Regions from separate parts of the Mus musculus genome. Here all the other regions are linked to region 1. A link is a contact called in public HiCAR-type, HiChIP or PLAC-seq and promoter capture Hi-C data. All regions are on one chromosome and are shown on one strand. The core of a region is the stretch at or near the end of the contact, and the rest is flanking DNA. Distances in the headings are between cores, read along the strand shown. Region 1 holds the start of Ghr (growth hormone receptor). Region 2 has its middle 160 kb from the start of Gm41255. Region 3 has its middle 150 kb from the start of Fbxo4. Region 4 overlaps Ghr (growth hormone receptor). Region 5 has its middle 110 kb from the start of Gm41255.

What was found. Promoter capture Hi-C pulls out the DNA fragments that hold promoters and counts their contacts. HiCAR-type assays count read pairs that join an accessible place to other places. HiChIP or PLAC-seq counts read pairs in DNA pulled down with a chosen protein or histone mark.
Region 2: a contact with region 1 is called in a promoter capture Hi-C map of liver, with 2.6 times the contacts expected there. The contact joins the enhancer-like site here to the promoter of Ghr in region 1. A contact is called at or near these places in 3 of 39 promoter capture datasets (the 3T3-L1 cell line, 3T3-L1-derived adipocytes and liver) and 1 of 484 Hi-C or Micro-C datasets (embryonic fibroblasts).
Region 3: a contact with region 1 is called in a promoter capture Hi-C map of 3T3-L1-derived adipocytes, with 2.4 times the contacts expected there. The contact joins the enhancer-like site here to the promoter of Ghr in region 1. A contact is called at or near these places in 5 of 39 promoter capture datasets (the 3T3-L1 cell line, 3T3-L1-derived adipocytes and liver).
Region 4: a contact with region 1 is called in an H3K27ac HiChIP or PLAC-seq map of heart atrium, with 8 read pairs. The contact joins the enhancer-like site here to the promoter of Ghr in region 1. A contact is called at or near these places in 9 of 39 promoter capture datasets (the 3T3-L1 cell line, 3T3-L1-derived adipocytes, cranial neural crest and 4 more), 4 of 484 Hi-C or Micro-C datasets (muscle stem cells, myocytes, olfactory sensory neurons and 1 more), 5 of 115 datasets of contacts at active chromatin or transcription factors (cardiomyocytes, embryonic limb bud, heart atrium and 2 more) and 2 of 9 other capture datasets (adipose tissue and pancreatic islet).
Region 5: a contact with region 1 is called in a HiCAR-type map of kidney, with 4 times the contacts expected there. The contact joins the enhancer-like site here to the promoter of Ghr in region 1. A contact is called at or near these places in 4 of 39 promoter capture datasets (the 3T3-L1 cell line, 3T3-L1-derived adipocytes and liver), 5 of 484 Hi-C or Micro-C datasets (the C2C12 cell line, muscle stem cells, myocytes and 1 more) and 3 of 115 datasets of contacts at active chromatin or transcription factors (embryonic stem cells, heart atrium and kidney).

What each region holds. Positions count from the first base shown.
Region 1 is chr15:3,581,912-3,584,611 of GRCm38.p6, forward strand. Ghr (growth hormone receptor) reads right to left here and starts at 1,441. Exons shown (of 11, transcript NM_010284.3): 1 at 1,089-1,441. RefSeq lists promoters at 1,177-2,650, 1,177-1,361 and a cis regulatory region at 1,497-1,631.
Region 2 is chr15:3,774,564-3,777,296 of GRCm38.p6, forward strand. No RefSeq gene overlaps it. Among named protein-coding and RNA genes, the nearest start is that of Gm41255, 160 kb to the left of the region's middle. Within about 2 kb of position 1,433, at least 7 of the 459 cell types and tissues checked have an H3K27ac peak or open chromatin away from gene starts, as enhancers often do.
Region 3 is chr15:3,828,753-3,831,523 of GRCm38.p6, forward strand. No RefSeq gene overlaps it. Among named protein-coding and RNA genes, the nearest start is that of Fbxo4, 150 kb to the right of the region's middle. Within about 2 kb of position 1,384, at least 2 of the 459 cell types and tissues checked have an H3K27ac peak or open chromatin away from gene starts, as enhancers often do.
Region 4 is chr15:3,331,258-3,333,957 of GRCm38.p6, forward strand. It overlaps Ghr (growth hormone receptor), which reads right to left. Exons shown (of 11, transcript NM_010284.3): 7 at 2,090-2,268. All of the region lies in intron 4 of Gm41254 (a long non-coding RNA gene), which reads left to right. Among named protein-coding and RNA genes, the nearest start is that of Ccdc152, 29 kb to the left of the region's middle. Within about 2 kb of position 1,399, at least 7 of the 459 cell types and tissues checked have an H3K27ac peak or open chromatin away from gene starts, as enhancers often do. A contact at or near this core is called in cardiomyocytes, heart atrium and muscle stem cells, where this site is marked.
Region 5 is chr15:3,724,025-3,726,724 of GRCm38.p6, forward strand. No RefSeq gene overlaps it. Among named protein-coding and RNA genes, the nearest start is that of Gm41255, 110 kb to the left of the region's middle. Within about 2 kb of position 1,432, at least 32 of the 459 cell types and tissues checked have an H3K27ac peak or open chromatin away from gene starts, as enhancers often do. A contact at or near this core is called in the C2C12 cell line, kidney, muscle stem cells and 1 more, where this site is marked.

The DNA of each region.
Region 1 (2,700 bases), core at 191-2,690:
CGCGTGCAAACATACAGCACACATACATACTGCACACCTCTTCAGCACACACATCAGAGCTCACCACGGAAACCTGCACCCTGGTCCCAGCAGACGTACTCCCCGGTGCTATATATAAAGTCCTTGCCCAGAAATAGATTTCCCCACGCACCCACAAGCGGATAGTCCCATGTTACAACCACTGCTTGCAGCCAGCTCTCTCCCTCTCTCTCTCCAGACGTGACCCGACTCACCCGCTCAGCTCTCAAGACTCTGCAGTTCTATCAGAACTTTGAGCCTGGTTGATTTCATAACCACGAGTGTGTCCAGCGCCGGGACAGTTTGGCTTGCCACAATTTCCACTCACCCCAGTTCATGGAGGCTCTGGCGTCGGTGACTCTGACTCCAGCTCCTCTGCTTCCAGCTTGCAGCTGCAGCCTGCACAGACTGCGCAAAGGCAGAGCGCTGCGGGGGTCGCGTGCTTCACAACCCACCCTCCGGAGTCCCTCAGGCCATCACACCCAACCAGGAGCTCGCTTCAGACAGCAGCAGCAGCTTCCACAGTCCTTGCTCCAGGTTAGCAGGCTGATGGTGACAAACACACTCGCGAAACTTTTAAGACCAAGAAAACAGTCTTAGGAAGAAACCTCTCCTTGCATCTCACAACCTGGTTGGAGCAGGCTCCAGGCTGGGACAGTTCGCTTGCTGCCCCCCATTCCTTGTCGCCCACATCAACTTTCAGCTTCACTCAGCACCAAGAACAACTTACACACACACACACACACACAGGCGCGCGCGCGCACACACACACACACACACACACACACACACACACACACACTTCTCCAGGACACGGAGGATCGGGTTACACCAACCCATCAGCAGAAAACAACTTTTGAGAAGGGAATACAACCCACTCTAAACTCATCAAAATAAAATAAAATAAAATAAAATAAAATAAAATAAAATAAAATAAAATAAAATAAAATAAAATTATCGGGGCAAATACATAAAAGTGACCCCAATTTTTCACAAGCAGTTGGCATGCCCGGGTCTACTCCCAGGTCTCCTGGCACAATGTGAGGGAAATAAGAACTCCCCTCCAGTACCTCGGAGTTTCGCCTCGGGAGACAGAACGCGGGTTCGTGTCCGCTTGGGGGCTGCTGGAGCCGAGGCCTCAGGCCCGCGTGGACCCAGCCCGGGATCCCCGCGGCTGCCGGGGTTCAGTAACAGCCGTCGCCGCCACCGCCGCTGTAGCAGCCGCCTCTGCCAGTGCCGCCGCTCCCTAGACCGCCTCCTCTTCCCATGGCTGCGCCCTGCTTGGCAGCTCGTGGGTTGTCAGGCTTGGGGAGGAGGAAGGGGGCGGGGTGAAACGGGAAGGGAGGAGGGGAGGGGAGGGGAGAGGAAGAGAGGGGAGGGGTGGGAAAAGGCGGCTGGCGTTCGGCTCTGCGAGGGACCCGCCGCCGCCTCGGGGATCCAGGCTGCCTAGGGGAAGGGCAGCGGGAGCTGAGGGCAGCTAGCTCCGGGGCCGCTGCGGGGAGGCTGAACGCCGCCCCCGCTACTCAGTCCGCAGGGCTGGGATGAAGCTTTCTGGCGAGGAGTTGCGAGTTGGTGCGTGTCGCTCTCAATTGGGCGGCAGGGCTCCTCCTAGAGGAAAATATTGGTAGTTGCGGGAGACTTCCCTCCTCTCCACCCATCGGGTTCCCCCAAAGAAGGCAGTATCTAGAAGTCCTCAAGAACAGGCTGTAAGTTCAAAGAGAGCAGTGCACCTCCTGCAGGTACAGGAAGAAGTAGCCTTGGGAAGTGTGATGAGTCTACTAGGCTTTTTTTTTTTTCCATTTTTTTTATTTTTATTTTTTAAAATATTTTATTACATATTTTCCTCAATTACATTTCCAATGCTATCCCAAAAGTCCCCCATACCCTTCCCCCCCACTTCCCTACCCACCCATTCTCATTTTTTTTTTGGCCCTGGCGTTCCCCTGTATTGGGGCATATACAGTTTGCATGTCCAATGGGCCTCTCTTTCCAGTGATGGCCGACTAGGTCATCTTTTGATACATTTGCAGCTAGAGTCAAGAGCTCCGGGGTACTGGTTAGTTCATAATGTTGTTCCACCGACAGGGTTGTAGATCTCTTTAGCTCCTTGGATACTTTCTCTAGCTCCTCCATTGGGGGCCCTGTGATCCATCCAATAGCTGACTGTGAGCATCCACTTCTTGTAAGACTATGCCGGGGTGTACTAGGCTTTTATCTGTCTAGTTGGTTCCAATTTTCAAACTCCTGCTCACTGGGACATTAAAGACATTCCAATCCGAGAGGTTAAAATAAAAAAAGTGGAGACAAAGTAGGTAATTTACCAAGAATGCATGTTTGTTTGAAGAGAGCTATGTTAGTACGGAACACAGGTCTGCAGGGAAGGCACGAATAAGGTCCAGCCTGAGGTTTGTCCTTGTTTGTGACCTAGAGAAAGACACAGTTTGTCTATCAGACAACAGGCTCTTGCTACCTAGGTCCATTTTGTTGAAAAAAAAAAATTAACCAAGATGGGAGTTGTCAAAGCACTTCTTAAAGTCAGAGTGCTGTGTAAGTATTGTCACGAAGCACCAGACGGCTTCACCACTCTCTTCTCCAGGCATAGAGTACAAAGGTACAAAAGTCCAGCCCCGGGGCTGTCTAGCTGTCTTGTATCTGGTGGAGCAACTGGTCATGTGGTCTTTT
Region 2 (2,733 bases), core at 183-2,682, 190 kb after region 1:
TTTAACTCATTTGGGATACCCATTATTGTTTCTTTTTGTCACTTAAAGATGCATGATCCTTGGAGATAACTGTCCAAGGGAGAGTCCCTCCCTCTCCCTCCCATACATTAGGATATTTTTGGTTTATCAATGCCAAAATCACATGTAACTGAACAAACTTAAATCTAGGATGATGCTTCCTGATTCATAGACTAGCTATGTGTTTAATAATGTATAGAGAAGGACTAGAAACTCAGGAAATGCTGCAAATGAGGGTCTTGAATTATTTTTGTTGTTGTTTTTGTGTTGTTGCTGTTTTGCTTGAAAAAGTTTCTCTGTGTAACCCTGACTGTATTGGAACTCATTGTGGAGACCAAGCTGGTCTTGAACTCACAGAGATCTGCCTGCCTCTGCTTCCCCAATGTTGGGATTAAAGACAAATCCACCAGGCCCAGCTTTGAATTATTTCTGAAATTATTCTTTACCTCTATTTTGTTACCCCAGTCTCTTACTTTCTGATGTCAATATTCACTGAAAACAGACCTTCTCCTATGGGAGGACACCATGGCCATCAATACCCTATAGCACTGCATCAGCTGCCATAGCCCTAGGAAAAAGGAGGACTTTCTTCCAGTTTACTGCACTAGAAACAAGAGATCAAAACACAGACCTATATTCCTCCAAAATTAGAGGTAGCAGGAGGTCATAAGCCCTGAGTTAAATTAGCAGGATGATAGCAAAAGAGCATAAAAGGTTTATTGATAGAAGCTGTGGGTCAGATGGAGTCCTAAATTTGTATCTGTATTTTTATGGAGATTATCTTATATGTTGGCAGAAACTGGCTGCTACCTTTCCAAAGGGACTAGAAGACAGGTATCAGAATGTCTCCCCTAAGGCTGTATTTTAAAGGAATGACTTGAAAAGACATCTGAGCTGTAAAACCAACAAGAAACTTTTGTAAATATTTATATCACAAAGTGGAAGAGTGACAACATACACTTTCAAGGTAAATCCTTTAAAGGATGGTTTTAGAATCAATAAGTCTATCTGAAATTTAGTTGGCAGGCATATTATGGACTTCACATTCATCTCTTCCTTGTTTCTTAAACTACAATGAGAAAGACACTGGGAGTCAGGTAACCGTAGACAGCCTCATGCATGCTGACTCCAACAGGCAGTCCAAGATCTCACTCACATCTGTTCTTTGTGTTGCTTTCTCAGAACTTCTGGCCTCTACTTTAACATCTTTGTGAATAAATATCTAACACAGACGTATCCCCAGCACCAGCTGAACGATGTAGTAGATTGACTAATTACTAATCTACTTCATCTGCTATACCCTCCCCTACTCTCTCCTGCACTGGTTCACTGCCTTCACCCCCCATGTGGCTATCCTCCTCAGCTCTTTCCAAGGCACCGTATCCTTTTCCCGAATGCATACTCTTGTCAATTTTACTGCAATCTTTCTAAGTTAAAATTGCATCACACTAAACTTAAAACCATTCACTGACTTGGCATGGACACTTGAATTCCTTTGTGATTGTTTCCAGTCCTGCTTTTCAGAGCACCTCTACTTATTTTGTTTTAGCGGTGGTTCTCAATAAGAAGAGACATTGGGCAATGTCTGGAGACATTTGCTTGGTATCCCAACAGAAGTAGTACTGTTGGCATGCTGTGTGTAACTTCCAGGGATGAACTTTTCTTACAACTCCACAGATAGCCTCCCACAAGAGAGCCCAAGTTGAGAAGCAGTGTTTCATAGGAGAAACATTAGGAGTCAGGAGAATAGACTGGAAAATGTGAGTTTCCTGACTAGGAGTAGGGCAGAACTGTTATACAAATTCAGATGTATTTCAGAAATACATCTATCCCTGAGCTCTAGAAGGGACTATGGACTATGGGTACAAATATATATATATATATTTATATTTATATATAATATATATAAATATATATTATATAAAATATATATTTTTATATATACAAATATATATAATATATATACTGTGTATATATATTATATATATGTACAAATAAATATATATATATAAGATGGCAAAAGTCCCAAAGAAATATTTACCTGCATGAACATTTTTGACATATGTAAGTAATATTAGCAATAAATACTTTTCTAGGAAGTACTTCATAATCTTCTGAGATTATCTTGGAATATTTTACAGAAAAGTCCCAGAAAACTGACAGGAAAGCAAGTGTATGTCACCTAGAGAAATAGGAACTATGTTTGTTGGATTATTTCCAATGCATCAACTTATTGGCTTTTCATGTATACATAAATTCATTCAGTGACTCTATGACTAATATGTTTGCTCTTCAGATTCTCCATTAAATCAGTTTTACCTTCCACTGGTTTGGTAACTATATTTTTAAAGTAACATTTTAGTATTTTGTTTTTCTTTTTAAAAAAACAATTTATTTTTTACACTCCATATTCCATTTCTCACACCCACCCATCCACCCTCCGACTGCTTCACATCACATACCTCCTCCCCAACCCCTCTGTCTCCACAATGATGCCCCAACTCCCCACCCCACCTGACCTCTAAACTCCCTGAGGCCTCCAGTTTCATGAGGGTTAGGTGCATCATCTCTGAAAGAACACAGACCCAGCAGTCCTCTACTATATGTGTGTTGGGAGCTTCATATCAGCTGGTGTATGCTGTCTGTTTGGTGGTCCAGTGTTTGAGAGATCTCTGGGGTCCAGATTAATTGAGACTGCTGGTCCTCCTACAGGAT
Region 3 (2,771 bases), core at 134-2,633, 250 kb after region 1:
AATTTTAGTAACACTTTATGGGTTTTCTAAAATATGAGCTACACATCAACACCAACACTCTCTCATTAACTATCAGCAATCTCCAGCCTACAAACTTTCTACATTGATGCTTATTATATCTATGGATAGTATACATTTCATTTTGAAATACGAGCTTTTACAAGACTATCAAAATGTAGTGTCTCAAGTTACCAAAAGCTACACATTGAAGAAAGATGGCATCTTCAATAAATGGTGCTGCAAAGACTGCATCTCAACACAGAGGCTGGAACACACTCCTGTCTATCACCCTGCACAGAAATAAGCTCCAATGGACAATGAAACTCAGCATGAGACCTTGTAGGAAGCCGCCCTCACATTTGCCATTACAAGATGGCGCTGACAGCTGTGTTCTAAGTGGTAAACATAATTTGCACACGTGCAGGGGCAGTTTTCCCGCCATGTGTTCTGCCTTTCTCGTGATGACAACTGGGCCGATGGGCTGCAGCCAATCAGGGAGTAATACGTCCTAGGTGGAGGATAATTCTCCTTAAAAGGGACGGGGTTTTGCCATTCTTTTTCTCTCTCTTGTTCTTGCTTTTTCTCTCTCTTGCTTTCTTGTTCTTGCTCTTGCTTTCTTGTTCTTGCTTTCTTTTTCTCTCTCTTGCACTCTTGCTCCTGAAGATGTAAGCAATAAAGTTTTGCCGCAGAAGATTCTGGTTTGCTGTGTTCTTCCTGGCCGGTCGTGAACGCGTGTAAGAAGACCTGAAGCTATGAAAATGCTAAATGAAAAAGCAGGGGAATGCATCAATATGCAGGCATGGGCATAGACTTCCTGAATAACAAGATTTGGATTACCCAGAAGAGAAGATCAAGAGACAACAATGGGACCTCATAGAAAAGGAGCCAAAAGAATGGGAGAAAGGCTTACCTAGCTATATATCCCACTGAAAATTAGTATCTAGAGCTTACAAAGAACTCAAGAAATTAAACACAAAGGAAACAGCTCAGTCAATGAGTGGTCTGGGAGTTCTGAAAAGAAGAAATACAAATGGGTTATAAATGTTATTTTAAAGTGATCAGCATTCTTAACCATTAGGAAAATGCAAATTAATATTACTCTGAGACCATGTATCACCCAGTCAGAACAATATTACATTGTATCACAAAAATGAATATCCAATAATGATGGTGAGGATTCAGGGAATGTAGAGCAGTGATTCCCTGATGGTGGGAGTGTAAATTAGAAAAATCACTATCGAAATCATTGTGGAGGTAAAAACAGAACTATATTTAAGATAAAAATAGAACTGTCACATGACCCAGCTCTAGCATACCTCAATATATATACTCAAAGAAGTCTATATCCCAGCACTGAGACACATCCATGTTTGTTGCTGCTCAGTTTATGTAGCTAGGAAGTAGAATCAGCCTAGATGTCCACCAAGTGATGGATGGATAATGAAAATGTGATGCATATACACAATGGAATTCTTTTCAGTTGCAAAGAGAATTGAAATCATGAGATTGGCAGGAAAATAAATGGATCTGGAAAATATTATGTTGGGTAAGGTGACCCAGACCCAGACAGACAAACACTGCATGCTCACTCATATGCAGATCTTAGCTTCAGATTTCTAGATTTGTGTGTTTAACTTGGAATGTCTGTGGGGACTGAGAAAGGGTCATGGGAGGTTGCGTGGGGACAAGGCCTTGAAGGGGGAAGAGGAATAGAACATAAGTCAGCTGAGGTTAGAAAAAGTGGTACTGGGGTTGCCAAATATGCAGAGATGAAGCAGAAGGGGTTAATTTAGACTTAGAAGAAATCTATAAAGCCATTTGGAAACATTATTTTTGTAAGCTAATTTAAAATATAATTTCCAGAGAGATTTGAACAGAAGTGCCCTGCATGGATAGATAATGCTATTCCCAGGTATCCTTGAGTTGTTAAACAAAAATCCCAAACATGAGATACTTTCCCCTGTGTTAACTGGTCCATGAGTCCCCGAAAACAATACAACATGCCCCTTTGCTCATGAATGCCTCCAAGGACTGAATGGCAAATCCCTATCACTGATGATAGCAGTGACTTTGTTTGTAGCACAGAGAGAAATTAGATCTGAATGGGAAACTTCCTCTCTGGTAGTGTGTTGTCACTGGGACGTAAGGTGCTTGACAATTTTTCTGGGGAGTGGGGAAATGGAGGCTCACCAAGGGTCTCATCCAGCTCCAAGCCCTGCTTGCTACAATACTGACCTGCTAGGAAAGATGTGCTGTACACTGGAGAAGCCAAACACTGATTGGATCTGAGGTCTAAATTCATACATGGTACTGTAAACGTGATCTAAAGCTGATGCCTGGAGAAGTCATAGACCATTCTAGGGAACCTAATACTGGTTTTCATTTTGTTTTGTTTCGCTTTGTTTTGTTTGTTTTTTACTATTGTTGTTGCTGTTGAATAGAAGTGTACCAAACCTTCTAAATATTGATCTTTCTACTAACAGGCTAGAGCTGCTATTAACTTTGGAAATGCTTCTTTTTGCAATTAATACAAAGAGTACAGTAAAGTGCTATACAGAATCTTTTTATTATGCATAATCCGTTTTGTCCTTTTACTTATACTTTTGATGTCATAGCCATAAAATCAATACCAAAACCAGTACTAAAAAGCATTCTTCTAATGTATCCTTTGATGGGTAGAGAATAGCTTGAAATCATAATGGTTAAGTCTTCATGCCTTTGAGATGTTTTCTTACATGGTATAAGACAAAGGTCTATTTTCACTCTTTTAC
Region 4 (2,700 bases), core at 149-2,648, 250 kb before region 1:
GATTTTTTTATTAATAATTTATATCCCAAGGAAATAAGATTAATATGTTAAAGATACATTTGCCTGATCATGATAACTGTAGCCAAAATATGGATCAACTTGGGCCCTTTGATGAACAAATGGGTAGAAAAAAAAAGGGATATTTTGGAATATACAAGAGAGCAGATTTGAAACTGTCAGTTCAAAAACATCTGTGAAAAATATATCCATTCATAGCTCTGCTGAACCATCTTACCACATATAAATATTTCAAAACATCATTAACATGATAATTAATGATAATTTTACATAATATATGATTATGTGATTAGTGTAATTACTCTCAGGCTATTTGAAAAAATATTTAATCTAGTTTACTGAGATGTAAGCATCAGAAGTCTTCACAGATTTTATTATCTAACATAAAACCACCATTTTTGCTAATATCACAATGGATCCTTTTGGGGTAAGTCTTACTACGTTGGAAGGCAAATTATGGTTGTAGATATACATTGTTAAAAACTCTATTCTGCCTGGAGGTTAACATCCCTGGTGCAAACCTTGTCAGATGTTCACTGGAAGAACAAATGTTTCCTTGAGAAATCTTTGTCAATTCAAATATAAGTGATTATCTACTAGTATGTGTTTTGTCCTTCGTATAAAATTTGTGCTTCATACAAAAGAGCTGCTGGTCTGGTTGCTGAAGCATTTAAGTGTTTTGATCCTTCATTACCTTGGAATGTAGATGAGTACAGTGTGTACTCTCCATGTGCCACAGGAGCTGGGACAGCAATACACTCCAAGGCTGAGATTTAAGCAGAGGCTCCTAGGAAACAGCCCCAGCCTTTAATGTGAGCTTCACAATGTAACTGTAAACAATGGGATTGCTGACTTGATTCATGCCACGAGGCAGTAGTTTTCTTACCACTGTTTTTGAACTAGGGAACAAACATGTTATTAGTGTGAAATTAGTGTTGACCTCATATGCTCCCTTGAGATGGTCTCAAGAGTCCTCAGAGGTACATGTTTCTCATTTTCAAAACTGCTACCTCAGGTGCCCTTGGTACCTTGTGCAAAGTAGTTGTTCCTATATTTGGTGGGCGAATAAGTGTTTGATTATGACTCGGTTTAGAAAGCCTTGTTTGAATTAACATCCAGCCAGGCCCCTTTTGGTACCAAGTCATAAACCAGATATCTAAATTAGAATGATTTAGAAAACAGAACTTTGAACAGAAGAAGTAGCTGTTCGAGGCACCCCAAGTTGTATTCTCTGCTAATGACAAAATTGGCTTCATTTTTGGTGCTACACTGAATAGACAGGGCCTCATGTCTCAAAATTTGGGGAGTAGACCCTGCCAGGGTGCTGGGTACAACGTCATGCCTATCGAGAAGCTGCTTGACTTGGCCAGGGCTGTGGCTGTGGTTAGACTGATTTAGAATTAGTTATATTTGGAATGGCATGGTAATCCTGTTTCCCTTCTTGTTGTGTGCCATGTAGAATTTATCTCAGTGCCGAGTTCCCAAGTGCTTGGCAGGGAAGTGAGAGGTTTGCGGGCCAATTTGCTCTCTTCTCCCTTATGAAGTGGCCTCTCAGCTTGATTTTCTCTGAGGTATGTAAAAGAACATCTTTATGAAACCTCTATAGATTAAATTCCTTCTTTGTGCCTCTCTTCTGGAGAGAACCAAGAACAAATACTAATATAGGTCTTATGAGTAGCAGTCATTAAAGTCATGGGATAACATTTGGCCATAGCCTACTCTTGACCTTGATCATGATCCTAGTTAAGTTCAACCACATCTCTAAAGATAGCAAAGTGGTAAGTCTGTGACCTTGTTCCATGGTTAAACTGAACACCAAAGATAACTAGGGAAATGGTTTTCTCCTCCCAATACTCTTCCATATATCTACATGGAAGATTCACATCAGCATTTGTTGTCTTAGATACTTTTAAGGTATTGAGATTATATCAGTCTTCCTCTAATAACAAGTTATAGGGCACATAATTTGGAAATATAGTCCTAGGTGAAAAGAAAGTGTTATTACAAATAAGAAAGTGAGTATTGAATTAGAAAGAAGAAAAGTCAATGTATAGAATGGAGTGACTCTTACCACTTTCCATTTTGATTCATTTACTTCTTTGTACTGAATTTCATACTCCAGAATTATCCATCCCTTCAGAACATCTGCATTGGGTGGTGGTTGCCAACTCACTTGGATGTCTCCACGAATCCCGGTCAAACTAATGTTTAGTAAAGTCCAGTTGAGGCCAATGGGTGGATCAGGTTGCACTGTGAATTCAATGGAGAATTGATTAGACTCCAGAGAAACACTCTTGATAGTGATAGTCTGCTTCCTTCAGAGACCAAATCATTTCATTCATTTTGACCACACTCTGACCACACTCCTAATTCTTCCGACAATCCACATCGATTGAACTCTACTTTATAACAGAGCAACATTTTTAAATGTAAGAATGATGTTTCATTTAAAAAAATACTTATAAAATCTCCTCTAATTCCCTTTTAGTCTCAAATCTGAAATTCATTGGAAGAGTTGTTGTGCTACGTATTTATTTTTAGCTCTGATAGCATTTGTACTTTAGGATTTTGACAGACACACAGACACACACACACACACACACACACAAATCAAAAACCAAAGAAGTAGAGAGTTAGAAAGACTTCACTTTTTAAATATGGCCTGTTACAGGAAGCAGAGAA
Region 5 (2,700 bases), core at 182-2,681, 140 kb after region 1:
AAATGGAATAGCAATTAAAATAATAAGTAATAGTTGTGGGTCAACTTCTGCCCTATTTTCATGTGTTAGAACTTAGTTATAAAATACATATATTAACATATATTCAGATTTTTAGAAAGTAATTAGGATTACATGACATCATGCAGGTGGGTCCCATCATGCCTTGTTTGCCTTATGTTTTTATTTTATCTTATTTTATTTCATTTTATTATTGATTTCAGATGGCTATTTGTCTTCTAATGAAAGAGTTAGAGAGACAGACAGACAACACACGGTGGGGGGGGGGTTGGGTAGGAGGAGAGGTGGGAAGGGGAAAACTGTAATAATAATACATCATATGAAAAAATTTTTCCAATTAAAAATAGAAAAAATATAATACTTATAACTTAGCCAGAAATTAGAAGAGGATAAGGAAGAGGAAGAAGAGGAAGGAGCTATAGGAGAAGAAGAAGAACACAGAGAAAGATAAAGAAGAGACAATGGGACAGATAAAGTGGACCTGGGGAACTGTTCTTATTGCAGTGCCATGCCCTCAGAATGTCATTGGGGAGTGTGGAGGTCCCCACTAAATGCTAATGTCATGCTCTTGAACTTGCCAGATGCCAGAACTGAGATCTAAGTAAGTCTTTATTGTTTATAAATTTTCTGGTCTCTGGTGTTCAATCACAGCAACAGAAATACACTGACAATACCATTGGGCTCTGTGTGTGTGTGTATGTTTTCATAGGTGTCCTCTTCTAATTTAAACTTTTAATTTTCTTATTTCCCATGTGACTGACTCTTGTATTTATATCATTTCCTCTCTTCCCTTTCTCCCTTCACTCTTTCCATATTTCTCAGTCTCTTAAAACCATGACCTCTTTTCTAATTATTTTTGGGGGTTTTAAGAAACTAATAGATTGATCTCCAGAATGATCATGGACAAAGAGTTTGGGTATATTACAAATAGAAATGGGGCCCAAAGGAGAATGACATTTAGATGCATAAAATAGCCATCTATAAACCTATGAAGAGCTACTACCATGTATAACCATGTGTGCATAGCAGTCCACTACAGGTCTGAGCATGTGACTTCATACATGCTTAACAGCTCAACCATAGATCTAGAAGATAGCCTGTATAAATTATAGAAAATCCTCTAAGTCATAATTTCAGCTATTTATGGCTATTGACAACAATGTACTGTAGATATTTTAAATCTCTACTCATTTTTATCAATAGCTAAGCGAAACTCATTTTCTCCCCAAATCCAAACTCGGCTTAGAATGTCTCATATCCTGAATCTTCTAGGCAGTCTTGGGCAATATGTCAGACTGATCCCATCAGATAAAATGTCCTCACCATGATGGGATTGTGGCATAGTACTTTCAAATGTCATCTGTTGTTGTGGGAAACTCTGTGGTATCTCTGTTCAGTACATTCCTTTTAGTTGACTACTTTTCATTGGGCTGGACTCGGACCAGTGTTTTCCACTTGGCTGAGAGATGATTTGCATGAGTTACACTGTGCTCTGACCTTGGAATCCCTTAGTCTAGAAAGCCAAGTGGCTTTCCTGTCACTTTCTGCTCTGTTGCTCCTGCCATCATTGTACCCACAGGAAGATATTAATACCAGAATAAACTTTTGGAAACCTCAATTTGTAAAATAAGCAATAAAAGCCCAGTCCTTTCCCCTGAATTTGGAGAAGATAGCTGAGTAAACTATGGTCTGGGTGACGTTTTCTTGACTTTTAGGAGACCTTGAATTACCCAGTTTATCTTGCACCTTTATAAACTCTGCTTAAGGGCACTTTTGTGAATTTCTATATATTTTTAGATTAGGAGGATTGTCTTTCTCCTTTGTGTTGAAGTTCTCTGCTCTTAAATGTCATAGTCCACTTTTGGGTGCAGAGAAAATAAAGGTGGTCCATTCATTCAGTGAGCAAATATTTATTGAATGTCCATGATGGATCAAGCTCTACTCTAGACACCATGTTGACTCATCAGTTTCGCACTACCATAATGAAGTATTTGAGGTAACTAACTTATAAATACATAATGCTTACTTTGGTTCATATTTTGGAGATTCCCCTGGCCTCTGCCAAGGGAAGCAAATAATGGTAAAAATCTACTGGGACCCAAATGTACATCTGCAAAAAGAAGAAGAGAAATAGATGACTGACATCTCATTCTCAGAGACCTGGGGAGACCTCCCACGAGGCTCTACCTCTGAAAGGATTGTAAATATCCTTTGAGTACAGGTCTTGGATTAAGTTATCACCACATAATTCTTTGGGAGACACTAATCGAAACACTAGCACTATGTATGCTATATCCAGTCAAGGTCAAACAGCCCTTATCCTCAGGATCATATGCCCTAGAGGGAGAGACAAGCAGTAAATGAGTAAGTCCCCTAAATGATGTGTCTGCACGGTGTGATAAGATTTTTGTAAGACAACAACACAGAGTTAAACATGTTACCCATGGGGAAGAATTCCTATTTGGTTTACTAAGGAGAGCTTCTTTAGGGAAATTATTTTAAGACTTAGAAAGAAAGGTGCAAAGGGGAACAGAAGAAACTTCCTTGTACTAGAAGTAAGCATGAGGATAGGTCCTGATGTGGCCCTTGTCTGTGAAGATTCACCCTGGCTCCCCTGAGAAGGGCTTCCCTAGCTTCTCAAGTATAAACAGTAGTTCTGGCAGGCAACTACATATTCCTATC